Linked DNA regions of Triticum aestivum: region 2 is linked to region 1. Evidence: chromatin contacts called from public Hi-C data. All regions are on one chromosome and are shown on one strand. The core of a region is the stretch at or near the end of the contact, and the rest is flanking DNA. Distances in the headings are between cores, read along the strand shown.

The links. Hi-C and Micro-C count contacts between places; a contact is called where the count stands out from the background.
Region 2: a contact with region 1 is called in a Hi-C map of leaf, with 6 times the contacts expected there. The contact joins the promoter of LOC123045122 here to the enhancer-like site in region 1. A contact is called at or near these places in 3 of 5 Hi-C or Micro-C datasets (all in leaf) and 1 of 1 datasets of contacts at active chromatin or transcription factors (leaf).

Annotation. Positions count from the first base shown.
Region 1 is chr1A:259,863,427-259,866,126 of IWGSC CS RefSeq v2.1, reverse strand. No RefSeq gene overlaps it. Among protein-coding and RNA genes, the nearest start is that of LOC123045113, 15 kb to the right of the region's middle. Within about 2 kb of position 1,351, at least 2 of the 8 cell types and tissues checked have an H3K27ac peak or open chromatin away from gene starts, as enhancers often do. A contact at or near this core is called in leaf, where this site is marked.
Region 2 is chr1A:260,044,778-260,047,477 of IWGSC CS RefSeq v2.1, reverse strand. It overlaps LOC123045122 (protein NRT1/ PTR FAMILY 5.2), which reads right to left and starts at 1,295. Exons shown (of 4, transcript XM_044468069.1): 1 at 1,017-1,295. The coding sequence starts at 1,149.

The DNA.
Region 1 (2,700 bases), core at 102-2,601:
GACGACGCCATTGCAGCCGTGGTGTCGGGGAAGACGAGCCGCTGGTGGATCGGCGGACGAGCGGCAGACGAAGGCCCGGCGGGAGCCCGGGGGCGGGGTTGGCGGGGGCCGCGAGATGGTGGTGTTGGTGGGTTGTGGCGCAGAGGAAGTGGTGGTGGTGGTGGCGGACTACAGAGCGGTGGGAGCGGGTGGCGTGGGAGGTGCTTGGAGCGACAGCTCCGGCGCAGGTGGCCGAGGCGCCCGCAGTGGATGCAACGGACACGGCTTGAGCAGCGAACGGTGGGGTGGGCGGATTCGAGGCACCTGTGGCAGCAGCCGGCAAGGTCGGCTTTGTAGGAGTAGTGGAAGTGGTGTGGCGTCGCGGCTGTAACTGGTGGAGGCGATGCCTTGCCCCGCCTCCGGGAAACCAGCTGCCAGGCCGCCCCCCATCCCCATTGATGGCCCTGGGCGGATCAGGCGCAGCAATAACCATCGTCGCAGGCGAAGATCCAGCGGTAGTCGAAGACCCAGACGCATGGGGCGCCGGCGCGGCTTCAGAGGCCGGGATCTCGGTCTCTCCCATGCCGAACCGGACGACCGACGCATATGACCGCGGGGTCGAAGGCGAGCCGTCTCCCTCAGATCCGTTGTCTGAGAGGCAAAGGCGTGCCTCCGAGCCAGACGTGCCCGGGAAGTGCGGCGAGGCTGGCAGCGCGGGGCTAGCCATGCGGCATGTTGACCGGCAGGCGGGGTACGGCACGGTGGGAGTCGCCGTGGCCAAGGTGGCCACGGGCGGGGAGCGGCGGCGCGGAGCGGTGCCTTGCTGACATGCATTTGTTTGGTTTGTATGAAATCCGACCGAATTTATATGAATTTCATCCGGTTTGTTCAAAAAGAATTTGAAATGTGTGCGGCTACGATTGGATGGCGGCCTTCCACATACATACTCGCGGACTGGTCTTTTTGTCCACAGACGGATGCAGGAGAAAATTTACAGGTCCCGTTGGATATATACCAAGTCCCAAAGCCTTCTCTCGTTCGGATGCAGGAGTATAATATTTATTTGACGATTAATGTCATTGTGTTTTGACCAATGAAATATTACGTACCCAATCCCTAGAGGAAGAAAACCAATAGTTCATCTGTCGACTGGTTGTTTTCTTAACCTGAATCCTCTGGGTTGTAATGAACTCATGATCTGTTCCTAGCGTTATCACAGCGTCAGCTCTAACATCTTACGTAATACTCCTACTAGCCAGTTAGAGAATGCACCACGGTACCGCTACCGCGACATCGATCCATGTACTGTACTTATCTACAAGCCATCACCATCGTAGCCGGTCAATAGGTCACCGGTCAAAGCAGCTGACTTTGCAGCTGGATTGGCGTCCGACGAAGTCCACGTCTGTGCTGAGCAGTCTCGCGGCTATAGGTCAAATATACGTAACCCAGGGCCCCTCCACGATGACAATAATGCAGCATGCGTTTCTACTAGCAACTTGGTTCGAAATTTGGCATGCGGCTAGGCAGCTGGTTTTTTGTTCCCCAAAGAGGTTAAAACTCGGTGTACTCCAACAAAGTTTGACTTTCCAACAGAAATGCACTCTTTCAAGGACGAAGAAAGTATATCATTACGCTGTACACATCACTTTAATCAAAGACTATCTGTCTGTACTTGCAACAGAAGAAAAAAATATGATATACAACAATAAAAATTAGATGTGCATGCAAAAACAAATACAAAATTGAGGTTTAATTAAAATGGCAGCCTTGTCTAATTAAACCTCAATTGTGGAGGGGCCTGAGTTTAGGTTGCCTTGTCTCTCTTTTTTTTCGTGTGTATCATCATGTCTCACAATCCTGCCTTTGGTTACTGTGATTAATGATTTTGATGGTGCATTGTCCTCCTTACATATTCATGGCAACCCTCACACACTCTTTGAGAGTTAATTTCTTGTGGTCTTTAGACCGTAAATAATTTCTTTCGGGTTGTGATTTAATTTGCTTGAGCCATACATGTCCCCTCCTTTATCGAGTATTTCTCTTTGTTCTCTTTGTTTCTTGGATTTATGAGAAGGCTTGCTGATATTTCAGACAATTTGCAAATGTATGTAAATTGATGGGATTAAGTGTAAAGAATTGAGTTGATACTATTAATTGGCTAACAAACCCTCTATAATAACACAATTCTATCCTTTGGCTGGAGCCTTCTTTTCGGTAGGGGAGATACTGAGTTTGAATCGTGCACGGGTCGCTTTTTTCTTTTGGACCTTGATAAGTGCCATATGTATGGTACTTCGGAGTACAAAGACATGGCAATTGTGAACGGTTTTTATGACAAGTTTAGTGCGCAAGGATGACAACTGTATTTTCGGATGACAAGTTTAAGTTTCTTTTGAATTTATATTTTAGTTTGGAATGGCAATTTAAGTTGTAAAAAACGTCAGGACCGAAATGCTTCGTGACACACGTGTGGTACTTATCATTTCTGCTTCTTTTCCCTGCGGCCCAATCAAAAGAAAAAAATAGATGCGCCGGACCTTCAGCTCTTGCGTGCGTGTAGCTAGCCAGTCGGCCTGATGACCATTTCATGAATACAAACAGCGAGAAACATTAAAGAACTAAACAACAGCAACAGCAGATCCGAATTTTTTTTAAAAAAAATCACAGACAAACATTTGTCTAAATCACGAACAGTTTTATAATTTTCAAGATTTTTTT
Region 2 (2,700 bases), core at 46-2,545, 180 kb before region 1:
TTTTTTGCTCTGCAAACTCTGGTTTGGTCTATGGCAAAAACAAATCGTTGCTTCAGTCGTGGGCCTAAACACATTGCTGCCTACTGTTTATGATGACAAAATCATGAACTAAACAGCTCAAAAAGAAATCATGAACTAAACAAATACTACTACTGGTAATATCCTAAACTAGCTTGTATCGCAGCGTCCTAGGACTCTACGAATATTAATTTATGCACGGCGCTCTTTCATTGCCTCCTTCGTTTTGTTACAGCCGCCGGTCTATAGCCATCTATCTCGAGCAAATTTATTGTGATTAGGTTTGTCTTGCTTGTCAATTCACGCAAGTAGTACATCCATTACTGCAGACGGCGTACGTCCACAGAGCACGTGGGCGGGATAGTGCCACACCGGGGAAGCAGGACACGGACACTCAAAATCGAGGGACGGATGGCTCCGAGTTCATGTATCCCTGCCGCTGCTTATTCTTTGGACGAGTGCACACAGCATGCACGTATTTTAACTTTTTTCTTTTGAGAAATCTTTAACGCTCCTATGCCCGCAGCGCAGTTCCTGTGATACGGGGATCGTTTCTTGTCTGAATATAAAGCAGGATGGCAGGTTCCTGCAGGTCGTCAGAAAAGATCGCCAGTCCGATCCTAACATGAACCAAACCATTTCATGATCCCGTTGACCATGCCATATCTATGCATGTGCCCAGCAGAGAAAAATAAACTCGATCGTACACACGTACAGTATTGTTCAATCAACAACTAACATGAGCCTCCATCGCCAAAAATAAATAAATAAACAATGAGCGTGAGCCTATGGGCCTAACAAAGATCGTTATTTTGTTTTTATTTTGTTTCAAGAAAGAAAAGAAAGACGCAGACGCCTATGGAGGAGAACCCCTGGCTACGAGGCCGGAGACAGAGAGAAGCAGCTGAACTGAAGCAAGCCGGAGAAGCGCCGGAGGTGGAGCAGATGATTTCGCCGGCTAGCTAGCTAATTGGTGAGTGGTAAAGTAGAGTAATTACCTACGACGAAGGCGCAGGCTCTCCAGCCTCCTCGCTTTGAGCGGAGGATGGGGTTGCCGTGGAGGTCTGTGGTGCCGTCCTGCGTGTACTCGCCGTCGCTGCCGCCGGCCTCCAGCCGGGTCGTCCCCGCCATGGACGCTCCCTGTCTGTCTGTGGACTATGGAGGGAGGGAGGGCACTGCTAGTTCTCCGGGTGCCTGCGTGAGCTGAGCTCCTATGTACTTGTCCATTTATAAGCCCGGTCTTGGCGGGCAGCGACTTGGCAAGTGGCGGGTTGGACTGCGGGGAGTGCCAAAAATGTCTGGACAGCGGGGTTTTGGACATCGCAACCAGAAACTAAAAAGAACCAGTTAAAAATAAAAGAAACTAAAAAGAAAGCACGCCATTTGGTGGGCTCCCAAGGGCGCCAGTACTACGTACCTGATTGCGTACTCAACATAGTATTTTCTTGGACGACTTGTTTTATGGTTCTTTTCAGAAAATCTTGGACGACTTGATACCTCCACACTTGGAGAGGTGGCTAAGTTAATCAGAGTTGGTGGCCTTGCAATTATGCGCATTTACCATTGCACCCTAGACGATTCACTTGCTGCAGAATACTTGTTGTGTTCCCACCTCGTTGAGGTTTCCAAAAGAGTGTGAACTCCGCCGCCGGAACCGGAAGGGTTGGTGATGGTAAATGTTGACGCTGCTTTCCTTTTCGACACTGGGTAAATGGGTGCAGGTGTCGTGATTCGTGATCATCATAGGGAGTGTGTGGCCGCCAGCAGATGTTCCTTTGATAAAGTACCTGAACCTGAGTTGACGGAGGCCACTGCTATGCGTTAGGCTGGTCACAATGGAGAGGAACTGTTGGGGAACGTAGCAGAAATTCAAAATTTTCCTATGTGTCACCAAGATCTATCTATGGAGAAACTAGCAAGGAGGGAAGGAGAGTGCATCTACATACTCTTGTAGATCGCTAAGCGGAAGCGTTCAAGAGAACGGGGTTGAAGGAGTCGTACTCGTCGTGATCCAAAACACCGGAGATCCTAGTGCCGAACGGACGGCACCTCCGCGTTCAACACACGTACAACCCGGTGACGTCTCCCACGCCTTGATCCAGCAAGGAGAGAGGGAGAGGTTGAGAAAGACTCCGTCCAGCAGCAGCACAACGGCGTGGTGATGGTGGAGGAGCGTGGCAATCCTGCAGGGCTTCGCCAAGCACCGCGGAAGAGGAGGAGGAGGAAGAGAGGCAGGGCTGCACCAAGAAGGAGAGGTTCTCATGTGTTGGCAGCCCCAAAACCTCAAGTATATATAGGGGGGAAGGGGGCTGCGCCCCCTTTAGGGTTTCCCACCCCAAGGGGTGCGGCCAGCCCTAGATGGGACTTGGAGGGGGCGGCCAAGAGGGGGAGAGAGGGGGCGCGCCCTAGGGTGGGCCTATAGGCCCATCTGCGCCTAGGGTTTCCCCTCTCCCCTCCTAGCTGCGCCTTGGGCAAGGGTGGGAGGCGCACCAGCCCACTCTGGGGCTGGTCCCTTTCCACTCTAGGCCCATGCAAGCCTCCGGGGCCGGTGGCCCCACTTGGTGGACCCCGGGACCCTCCCGGTGGTCCCGGTACGTTACCGATAAAACCTGAAACTTTTCCGGTGACCAAAACAGGACTTCCCATATATAAATCTTTACCTCCGGACCATTCCGGAACTCC